Linked DNA regions of Bactrocera dorsalis: region 2 is linked to region 1. The links are chromatin contacts, called in public Hi-C maps. All regions are on one chromosome and are shown on one strand. Each heading gives the region's core, a stretch centred on a gene start, on an enhancer-like site or on the middle of the called end of the contact. The rest is flanking DNA. Distances are from core to core; before and after follow the strand shown.

The links. Hi-C and Micro-C count contacts between places; a contact is called where the count stands out from the background.
Region 2: a contact with region 1 is called in a Hi-C map of whole body, with 1.6 times the contacts expected there. The contact joins two enhancer-like sites. A contact is called at or near these places in 2 of 2 Hi-C or Micro-C datasets (both in whole body).

What each region holds. Positions count from the first base shown.
Region 1 is chr1:4,042,629-4,048,684 of ASM2337382v1, reverse strand. All of the region lies in intron 8 of LOC105232401, which reads left to right. Among protein-coding and RNA genes, the nearest start is that of LOC125775848, 11 kb to the right of the region's middle. Within about 2 kb of position 3,929, the one cell type or tissue checked has open chromatin away from gene starts, as enhancers often do.
Region 2 is chr1:4,091,657-4,098,118 of ASM2337382v1, reverse strand. LOC105232401 reads left to right here. Exons shown (of 9, transcript XM_029552889.2): 4 at 2,356-2,385. Among protein-coding and RNA genes, the nearest start is that of LOC105232400, 15 kb to the left of the region's middle. Within about 2 kb of position 4,623, the one cell type or tissue checked has open chromatin away from gene starts, as enhancers often do.

The sequences.
Region 1 (6,056 bases), core at 2,680-5,179:
GAGGTCCTTCCCAAACCTGTCAGAGCTTTAGGTATTGCTCAACGTCAGTTTACACTTAACTTTTTGTGCTGTCAAAAACAGCTTTGAAATCGACGAAGAAGAGGTGTGTGTCGATCCTCTTTCACGTCAGTTTCAGTTTGTTGACGGGGGGCTTTAATCTTTCACGCAGTAAGCACGATATAACCTTATATGCGATGTTGTGCAGGCTTATCCCATGATAGTTGACCCAGATTGTGGGGTCAACCGTCTCCCGTTTTCTGGATTGAGAAGATCACACTTAAAGTCCAATCGTTGGGCATGCTTTCGTACTACATACCATATATACAAACAATCTGATGTATGCTCCTTATCAGTTCTTCGCTGTCGTATTTGAATAATTCGTCCACCAATTTATCGGCTCCTTTCGATTTGTTGCTCTTTATTCTCCAGACGGGAAATTGCTATTCGAGTTTTTTCATAGTCGGGCAATGGGACGTCCGTTCTATCATCAGCGAGAGGGGAACCGGTTTGAGAAATATTCCGAGTAGTTAATGGCAGTTATCTCATCCTGTTTATATATTATTCGATTTTAGCTTTAACCTTTATTTCTGTCTTATTAAGAAAGACAGTGATTTCCTACAAGGCATCTGTAGAAATACAAAATTTTTTATTGTTTTACTGGAGTGACCCAAAATTCCTACTGGGCTTCCACATAAGTTTCAGCAATTGATTGTTTGCGCTTCAGTTGTTTATGCTGTTTTTGTTGTTGGATGGTGCTTTAGTAATCGTGATGTAGCAATAATATGCGAGATAAGTGCAATGAAAGACCCGGCTTGTTTACTAATTTGAAAATTTATAACAGTAAAAAGGCATTGCATTGATAAGTTCCTTTTAAAAATGAGAGTGTTAGAAAAATTAAAAATAAAAAATTAATAAAAAAATAAATAAAAATAAAAATAAAATTAAAAAGAAAATAAATAAAATAAAAAAAAAAATAAAAAAAGAATTAAAAAAAAAAAATAAAAAATATATAAAATATAGCAGCAGAAATGACATAGAACTTTAAAACGAAAATTATTTTAATCGAAAAAAAAATATTTTTTGCCGATCTGGTAACACCCCACTAACAATATTTTTTATGCTAACGAAACTGAAGTCTTTTCTGTGTAGATTTTATATTTTATTTATAACTAATACCGTATATTTTAAACTTTTATCAATATATTATGGTCATATAAGCAACGGTGCTGACCATTGATATGACAATATCTCCTACAAATACCAAAGAATTGAATACAATATTTATCATACGATTTCATCGTGTCTGCATTTATTAAAATAGGCACGTAAGTACTGTTAAGGAATGTGTACTACGTACAAGTGCATGCAACACGCGCATTAAACCGCTTGCACACATGCATACATATGCATATACACAACCACACACACACATAAATCTGCATGCAGACATGCATATGAACACCTGACTGCCAGCAAGTTTCTATTTAGAACTTTTAACAACTTTGTACACACACATATACAAATATACATGTAAATATGTCGGCAACATCTGTTACATGGGTGATAAATCAAATTAGCAGTTGCTGCAACTAACCACAAACTGTAGTTAATGTCATGCATTGTTGCAGCTCTTATGTACCAACATGTCGTACTTCGCCGTCACACGTACACACGCACACGCCGAGCAGCGACCTTCCGATCTTTATAGCATTCTAATTATGAAGCTTCAAATTGCTGGCATTGTTTGCCACAAAAATCAACTCTGAAATGACAGTTTTATCAAAGAGAAAATAATTCTACATAATTTATGCGCATAACTAACATCTGCTGTATGGACTATTAATTTTGTGAAGCTAATTCGAATTTATATGACAACAAGTGGGATCGTTACAAACAAGTTGAGTAGTTGGAAGGGTGGAGAAGACAATGCTATTTGCTTTTTGTATATGACAAAAAGAGTTCTTTTACTTAGTATCACACTAATACCACTCTAAACTAACTGTATTTATTTTTCTTTTTCTTTCTGAAACTATGAACTCAAGATTCTCGTTAATTTGCTGACTAAGGCACCAAAATAATAACAACCAAGTTTAGTTTTTGGGTTAAGTTTTCGAAAAGCCGTCATCAGCAAAACAAAGATTTGCATAAGAATCTAGAGACTTAAGCTCATTCATAAATCTACAAAAATCTCGAGTAGTCACTCCTTTGCAGACTTACTCCTTGAATTCTTCTCTATGTTCCCTTTACTTTATAGTACTAAAATGAGCTATTGGCCAACTATTTTCAACGACAAAAAAGCTGATCGGGCTTCAATACTGATTTGGTTAATTTGTTTTTAGTTCCAGACCTGTTACTTACTCTATCTACCCTATTACACTCTATCCTTACAAACAAAACAAAATATCTACCAATATAAGTTTCCGAGTTGAGTCCCTCTTTCTTAATCAAAGCCATCACCCTCAAAACTGAAGCTAAATAAGAATCCAGAGGTATAAGCTCTTTCATAAAGAAATCAAGATATCACCCTTTTCATACTTACTCCTTGAATTCTCTTTTCACTTCCTTTGCCTTTAGTACTTAAACGAGATACTTTCTAGGTAAAAAATAATAATTTTTGAAAAAAGACTGTGTTTTACCTGAGGAAACCTATGTAACCCCTTAAACTAAGAATGTTTCGGAGTGTAAGAGTGTTATCGGAACCGTCGGTATATAACTTCCGGAGTCAAGTTCTTGTTTAGAAAACTTTTTCATTTGGCGTGGATTATAGCCTAGGACTATGGGGCACCCTACAGATCTACAGTTTGGACCACTTTAGCATATACATACAAATGTAGCTGCCATACAAACTGATCGTTCAAAATCAAGTCCTTGTGTGGAAATCTTTTTTATTTGACGAGATATCTCCACCCAAATTTTCATACATTATTGCCGAGGGCAAAGCCATAATCTCTGAATATACTGATCTGATCGGAACACTAGCAAATAAACTGGCCGATCCAAATCAAGCTTTCGTATGAGAAAATGTTTTGTTTGACGAAGATTTGAAGAAAACGCAAAAAAAAATATGAAGGAATTTTCTGGATTGGATCACTATATTATATAGCTTTCATATAAACTGAATGATCAACACCAAATTCTTGTATGGAAACTTTTTTAATTGTCAAAAAATCTACAAGAAATTTGGTACGGACTACTTGCCTTATACAAGGCTACAATCTCCATGCATATTATTCAGATCGGATTAATATATTATCAAGCCAGCATACAAAATGACTCATCAGAAATAAGATAAAGACATTTTTTTATCCTTTTGTGTTATAAGAAAAAATAAGGCTATTATAGCTCTCATTTATTTTTAACCAATGAATGTGATTGACTAGTTTTTGGCTCACCCTGCTGTATACTTTATACTTTATACTGTTTTAAGTCCAGATGAAATTGCACAGTTGTGGCATGCAGAGTTTAAGAAGAACTCATAAAAAAACATTAAGAAAAATCAAAATAAAAGATTAAACTCTTCAAAAATGGTTTTGGGATTAAAAATCGTACAACATTTGTGCTCTGAAGGGCTTTCCACAGTCTAAGCACCACTTTCATATGAGTACCAAAAAAAAATAAAAAAACAACAACAAAACGCAAGTGTGTGCGCCCCCATAAAGACGAATAATTAAAACGTATACTAATATTGCATGCCATAACCACCATTTATGGCTGTTGTTGACATTTTGGCTAAAAGCATTTGCCAAATATATTTAGTACCCCGTCAAGTTGTGTTGCACGCTGCCAAATTGCAGCAATTGTGGCAACGCGCTACTAAGCGTTACGTTTGCCCGCCACAAGTTATGCTCGAGCGCAAGTCTAAGTACTGCTCACACTACGCTCATATGCGGTGGCGGCTGGGAAGTGTGCCTGTGCAACACTGGTTGCTTAATTTGTGCAACTTGCTGCAAGTTGGCAAGTGCAGCTGGCCATTTAACACAGGCCGCAGCGTCTAATAAACGTTTATTGTGTTTGCGCGTCTCACTGGCTTAGAGGATTTTATTTATGCACTCGGCTATGTGTGTGTTTGAAAGTGCAACTCTCTTTGTGTCTGTGTGAGTGTTGGTTGCGCCTTATAATCGCCTTTGTAGTTGTTTGCAAATTGCAATATTAATTTGGCGCCAAGTGCTGGCAGGAAAAACCAGCAAAGCCGCACTTCTTGCAACAGCAGAGTTATGCGCAGCCATACACACCCGCACTGCCCCACACTCCCACACAAAGGCACACATGCACATATAGCTAAAGCGGAGGCCCATCCACACCCACAATTTGCCCCTTTGCCCTTTCACCAACGCTGACCACATGCCGTGTTTTTGCACATTCACGCAAACATACACATGTATATATGAAGGTATATATATAATTACACTCACAAGTGCTCAGAGTTGCATAGAAATTATTACGACAAATTATACTCATGTTTATGATGCTTTTAAGGCTCCGTCATCGCGACAATGGCTTTTGTAGTTGTTTTCACCTCTTGTTGCCGGCAATTTGAAGTAGTCTGGCGCCCACGCACGCACACAAAGCCACGGAGCCGTAAACACCCCCACACACAGCAAGTTTTAATGGCGGTTTACAAAATCAAACGAGCCTTCCATCTAAGCACCCAAGTACAATTGCGCCATTATTTACTGTGATTCGCATGCATGCGCTCACACTTGCGCCTATTTTTATTGCTGTTTGTGTACTTTCAAGTAGAGCGCGAGTTGGAAACTGTTTACTTGAAATTTTCTTGGAGGAACATATGACATGTGACTGTGCGCCTGGAAATGGTTACAGGCTTAGGTCAGTTGATGGTAGTTTTAGCTTCTGGTTTGATTTCAAGGAGGTAAAAAAAAAATTTCATAAAATTCTTCAAGTAGAGGGAAAAATACCATGACCTCGTCGTCGCGATTATCTGTAAGCAAGACATAAAAGGATTCTTGATGATCATACGGAAAAATTTAAAAAAATCTACTTTTTCAAACAAATGTCGAAACTGAAACGAAAAATCCTAAATTGGTTGCTGCTCAACAAATTTCGGTTTTTTTCTACAATTTTTCAACTTTTTCTACATTTAAAGTTTTAAGTAAATGCTGACAAACGCTTTAAAAATAGCAGTTTCGAGAAAAACTCTTTCGAACCGGCGCCATTTGCAGCAACTCGCATAGAACGACTTGGCACATTTTACGTGAAAATCTTAAACTGAAAGCATTCAGGACAAAAAGCAACCTAAAGAGATTCAAGAACTGTCATTTCATCCAAAAACATCAACTAATTATGTGGTTTGTGGGCCGACAGAATCGTAGGTCCATATATCTTCATCTTCCGGTGATGACGTATCGCACCATAATAACAGACTATCTTGAACAGACTTGCTTAAAATTGAAGCTTGTGACCTCGGCGACATTTGGTTTCAACAAGACGACGCCATTTCACACACATCGCATAAATCAATGGATTTGTGGTAGAGAACACTTCGATGAGCAACATTAGCTTCGCAGTCGTTGGAGTAGGAACAGGCCAGAGCTCCATTGTTCTCTGGGTGAGCGATGGACAACTATCGATACCTGCGCAGTCATAATATTCTATTTTCGCCTTCAGCAAGGTTAAGATTTCTCTAATTGTGGGTATCCACTTGGTAAGGTAAAAAATCATACCGGATGCCAGTTACAGAAGCTGCTTAGAAGAAGACGGGGTAGAAATATCTACAGATTTTCTCATTGACTTCAATGCTTTTGAGAGATCAAGGCAAAAATAACTTAGATTTCAAAACCAGTAGAGCTCGCGGAAAGAGATATTAAATGCGTAAGAAGATTTGTACACAGATATGTAATGAGTACACGGCACTTTATCGAAACTTCAAAACTAATTAACGGTCTCTATCTTCACAAATGTCTAAGCATAATGTTCGATCTTCTTTTTCCATCAGCCATATAACCGTACTTAACCTAAGATAACCTATCCTAGGACGGTGTTCGAATTTATAGTTTAAATAAAGCTAAATATGATCTAGGTTTGTGTTTCTGGAAAGC
Region 2 (6,462 bases), core at 3,374-5,873, 49 kb before region 1:
TGGAAAGAAATTTTCGACGAATAAGGAGGTGTTCGCCGAAACTGCGCCCTATTTTGAACCAAAAGACGAATCGGTATTGTTATTGAAATTTTCAAAACAAAAAACTGATTTCGAAAAGTAATAATCAGTATATCACACTTGAAGGGAACTAAGTTGAGTACAAAAAACAAAAAACTAATTTTCCCAAAAAATTTGTTTTGGCAAGTTAGGTTGTGGTCTTTTCAATTGAGCTGTCATATGTAAACTCATGTTTCAATATTTGAAATATCAATTTGTAAATTTGAAACGAATATAACAGACTACTGTAACATATACATAGCTGCAAATACAAACTGCACAACTGAGATAAAGTGCTTGTAAAGAAGCGTTTTCGTTTGACGAGATATCTTCAATAAATTTTCATGGATCATTATGTTATTCAATATTGTTATTCATCATGTTATTTTCATTAAAATATCTTCTTTTTCTAATGTGTTTATCCTACTATAAAAATATCAACCCTGGTCTATAGGTAAAATTATTAACAATTTTCACTGAAGCAGATCAAAAACAAATAAATAAAAATATATAAAGATAGATTTTCTTTATTTATATCCTACAACAGATATCTAATTTATTACTTTTTTAAGCCCAAAACGTTATTGTCATAGTCACTATATATAGGGTGCGTTTTTGGAGGTTCATAATTTTGTAGAGAGACTGCTCCAAAGACAAATAATTCGTTATATTTTGCTTCCCGATTGTAACAAAAATAGGTTATAAACTCTGCAGTAACTTGTTATCAGAAACAGCACAGCACTTTTGCTTTATCGCACCGAACTTTTGGTGACCGTAAAATTATGACTTCATTGGAAGTGTGTCTCTCTTTTTTCTAGAACAAAAAAAAAGAGGAATTGCATGCTCCTAAAAACACCCTTTATATTTAATACACACATCTCCACATTTCGAATGTAATAAATGAATAAGATTTAGAAAATGTCTAAATATTAATATGGACTTCCCGGTGTGAATATTATTTGGGTTATAATCGCTAGTCAAGCAGCATTTGTGTACATCCTTTCACATATGCTCACCAATACAGCTGTCCAAGTACAAAACATGTCGTTGCCATGTGCTTGCAGCAAAAACATATACACAAACTATACAGCAGATAGGCCGGAGCCAGCATGTGACCATTTCAGTCACCAACTGAGATTCAAAATCCAATTATTCATCCATGATTACATGGAAATGTCCTTATCGCTAACGAACAGCGCACATGTTCCAGCCGACCGACCGACTGCCTGCCTGCCTGCCTGCTTGTACGCTGACCGGTGAGCCAATACAACCGGTTACAAAACCAGCACGACAGGCACCGTTCAATGCAAAACAAGCCAAGAATATCGGTGAGAACGCGCTTGTATGTTTGTGTGTATTGCACGTGTTTGCATGCGTGTGCCACTTAGGTATCTATATCCGAATACCACGTTATTAGTCCTCTTTGAAGCACACCTGCTGTTGGCAGCTACAAAGGACCTGCACTGCTGCTGAGCCTTGCCATCTTAGTTGAACCACACGAATTCAAAGGCACATATGAATGTCACTAGAGGAGTGGGGAGTTTCTATAGACAGTTTAAGTGATATTTTGGGTAATTTGTGCAAAATTTTTAAATGTCAATGAGCTGAAGCGAAGATAGATGGTTTTAAGAGGTAAGAAATGAAGATAGTAGCTAAAGGGAAGTTAAAGGTTTCAAAGCAATACTAAGAAGATAAGATTGAAGTTTAAAATAAAATATAAGTTTTACACTAAAAAAATTAACGTCGCTTCGCTAACTTGACACGAGTTTAATATATCATTTATATGCCTATATTTATGCTTTAATCCCACACATCGCGGCATTTTTGTTCGCCTCTCAGTCGTTGGGAAGCATTAGTTAGTCATTTAATGAGTAATTAAGTGCCTTTATTTTCCAGCATTCAATATTTCTGCTTAACAAACTCGATAGTAACAATAATTACCATTATTTACATAATATGAGCATAATTCTTGCTGTGCGCTTCTTTTTTGAAGCGCATTATGTGTAGCTCCGCATGTCGTGTACGCTGGCATGTCGTCATAAATTCCACCCTGTGGATATTTAAAGCATTTCGCTGACCACCTACGTGCATGTTTCGATTTTAATTGAATTCTGTGGCTGTCAATTTCGAATTTTCGGAAATGGAGTAAAACCCTTTTTGGTAAATAATAGAATCGAGTTGTAAATAATGCAAATAGTTTAGGTGCAAAGAATTAGTAAGTGAAAAAATTATGTTTTAGTAAATTTATTGTAACTTACTTAATTGGTTTTTATAAACAATGTTCGTTTCTCTTTCCAGATTTTGACGGCTCTGAAGGCATAATTGAATGTAAGTATCATTTTGTTTTAATAACCTAAAGTCGTATCATCGTCTTCACATACTATTTAAAAATTCTTGAAATTAAGTGATACACACGCCCTTGTATAACCGTTATTTTAAAAACTTGTAAAACGGCATTAACTCACTGAAGAAATACGTCAGAAGCATTGGCTTTAGAACCAGAGAAGCTTGCATAAGACTCAGTGTAAAAATTGAACAGTGATTGGAACACCACCCACTCTTAGATGAAATTTATTGTATTAGGAACTGTTCGACCAGTATCAACCAAATTTGGTGCAAAATATTTCTTAATATTCTTATGCTATGGTGTGAAAACGGAAGAAATCAGACTACAATCGCGCCTACTTTTCATATAAGACAATTTATAACTTCGTTTTATAGTACAAATATTATATATGTATTATATTATATATTTAGTCGGAAAAGTATTTTCATATTTCTAATCAAACTTTAACTTATTTTTTTTTTTAATTACAAAACTACAAACTTTAATGAACCAAATTTTTGCCATTTTTCCGCTAGAGACATTATTCCATCAGTGTAAAACTTGTTTGGGTTTTCGACGAAAAACTGCGACAAGCAATTTTCACAGGCTTCTCTTGAAGCCAACTTTACTCCATTAAGAGAGTTCTGCATTGACCGAAACAAATGGTAGTCCGATGGTGCAAGGTCATGGCTATATGGTGAATGCATCAAAACTTCCCAACGAAGGTTTCACAGTTTTTGCCGAGTCATCAAAGTTGTGTGTGGTCGAAGCCCTTTCCGTTGATCAGTTCTGCCCGATTTTTCGATTGCTTGCTTCAATCTCATGAGTTGTTGACAGTAAAATGTACAATCAATCGTTCGACCAGGCTATAGCAGCTCATAGTGGATGATTTCTTTCCAATCCCACCAAACACTCAGTATAATCTTTCGAGTCGTCAATGCTACAATTTTTTAAGCTTCACTACTCTTGGACTATGATCTTCTTCGCACATTATTGTCGTATTTGATCTACTTTCGTTTTCCGTTACTATTCGCTTTAGAAATGGTTCGATTTCATTTCATTTCAGCAAAGAATCACAGGTGTTAATTCGGTCCATTAAAATTTTCACAAACAATTCATGTGGTACCCAAACATCGAGCTTCTTTTTGTAGCCAGCCTTTTTTAAATAGCTCAAAACTCTTTGATGATGAATGTTAAGTTCCTTAGCGATGTCATGGCTTCTTATGTGATGGTCCTGGTGAATCTTTTCCATAACTCCATCGACTTTTTCAACTATAGGTCGAGCAGAGCGAGGTGGATCTTTCACATGTTGTGCTACACGAACTGATACAGCATCGTCCCCGTAAACTTTACATATTTCATTGGTGGCTAAAGTGGCATTCTTCCCTTACTTATTTAAAAATTTCAAAATATAGTAAATTTCTTTATTATTTTCATTCATTTTTGAACAGCTGGAACCTTTTTCAACTTCCCCGAATTTAATTTTTTTTTTTGCTTCAATGAAGTTTACCTTTCCAACACTTATGGTATGACACAATGTGATCGGTAGCACTGGAGATATACGACTGCAACGACATCTATTGACAAAATACGAAAATACTTTTTCTACCTCCAATGAGGATACTCCTCAATGTTTGTTGTCTTCCCTAAAATTATATAAAATGGACTCTAAAAAAGTTTTAAGTCCCAAAATATCGAATATGTAGACCTCTGCCGAACCGAAACACTTGAAAATATGACCTCGACTTTGATCATTGAAAATTTTTAAAGTTTAAAATTTCCTGTTAAACTCAAACTTAGACCTCCCTTTCTTATTGTGATTAAAATTGAAAATAATTTTGGATTTTGTACGAAAATCAAAACTTGTCCAACATTGGCATAGTCCTACATTGACAGCAGCTCTATTGAAAAGCCTTGTGCAGTCCTTATTTTGTATTAAATCTGAGAAAGTCTTATATCCTGCATTCTTTAAATATTTTTATATAACTCTTACGGTCTCAGCTTTTGAATTTCCTTTAATTTTTTGACTCACTGAAATCTATCATATAAAACCAACACATATTTCCCCAAAAATCCAAATCAGCCATACAAATTGAGTTACCTCCTCTTTATCAGCGTAGCTAAACCCGAAAAAAAGATCACGTTATCACATACGAATATAATATGTGTGCGAGTACCATTCGCTATCTCGTCACCCCGCGGGCGATGAACTGTTGTTGACAGCTTTATTCTTGCGCTCGCTCCAATCACATTATTTTCACCACACCTGCTGCACATTGCGCGACTGGTCACTGCTGGTCGGTCACTATAGCCTTCGGGCGGCAGCGCGTAAGTACGGACATTAATTTTCAATCAAATTTCGTGTTTAATGAAATTGAGGAAGTTTCACGTTATTGCATACAATATTCAATTTTCAAACTTAACATCTGCACATAAACACACACACATGGCAAGCTTAACTCGAGTGTCACCAACATGAAATGGCTTACTTCCTCCGTGACCCATCCCCTTTGATGCGTATAAATTGTGTCCTCTACCATCACCGTATACATATGTAGGTGAGTCCACATGTCTGCTTATCCTTCGGATATATTATGTTTGTGCATATTTTGCATCGATAAATGCAAATGTGGTTAAATTTCAATTAAATGGCATATTAATTTAATTTTGTCTCAATTTGTTGTGGCCAGACGAGCTGGGTGTCAGGCTTTGCGGCGCCTCTGCCACACTCTCAATCGTGCATGTTCAGGGTCTCGGCAGAAGCGGTGTTGCCATTAAGCAGCGCTTGTCTTCTGATTCATAGTCTAGTTTTGTTCCGTTAGTTTTCTATGATCCATGCTTCAATTCATGGCAAATTGCATGCTTTAGTGATAAATTGAATTGGTTTGAAGTTGGTGTGTCAATTTGGTTGATTTTAATTACATTGATTAGGAGCTTGATATTGGTTTCGTGAATACATTACGCTTTTCTAGGAAAATTTATTTAGTTTTGGTGGTACGGAACAGTGTTGATAATCTGCCGCGAATATATTTTAGATGGTTGCGGATAGAAAAAGCAATAAGAAGTTTTCCATTACTATTTTCAGTTTTTTGGAGCTTCTGCTTTACTCTGCAATGTAGCAACCTTCGATTCAGTCGTGGTGGTTCCAATTCCACTTTACTAGAAATGTTAGTAAAGAAAGAGAATTTACCAAAAACACTCAATAACCATAACCATCATTAGTAATGTGAATATTTTGACGAAGTACCTTTTGAAACCTCGAGGTCAAGCTTACGCGGTTATGGACGAGTCGTTTGTTCTTTTCGCAAGGTGGCGCCAGTTGGAGATTCCCAGCGAAGCCAGGTCCTCCACCTGGTGTTTCTAATTGGGGGGTATTGCACCGAATACTCTCAGAACAGGCACTATGTCAATGTCGTCGTATATCTCATACAGCTAATCATTCCATCAATTGCGATATTCGCCGTGACCAATGAGTATAAGGAATGACTTGTAGAGTTTGGCCTTTGTTCGTCGAGAGAGAGACTTTACTTCTCAATTGTCTACTCACTTCGTAGTAGCACCTGTTGGCAAGAGCTATTCTGCGTTGGATTTCGAGGTTGACATTGTTATTGCTGTTAATACTGGTCCCAAGATAGACGACATTACCTACGACTTCAAAGTTATGACTATCAACAGTGATGAGGAAGGCTGGTCGCGAGGACTGTTTCTTTAATGGCAGGAGATATTTTGTGTTACCTTCGTACACTACCAGCAAATCCGAAGCTGTTTTTTTTACTTTTCATATGGGGCGTTTTTTATGTGGTGGGTGCCTAACCCAGTCCACATGGAGCGGATGGTTCGCCTTTTCACTTTACCTCGCCTTCAAACTTCTACTAATGCTTTTTAAAACCTATAGCACGTAGATCTAACAAAATAGTACAATCGAAAATCATAATTTGGTTTGTCGAAAAAGAAAAGGTCGATAAATGAACTGCCTGATTGGAAGCATCAACTTTTAATTTCTTAAATCTCCAAAGAGAAAATCTAGAAACTTCAAAATATTAATCAAAGTCAGAAAACAGATATTTCTTTGTGGACTT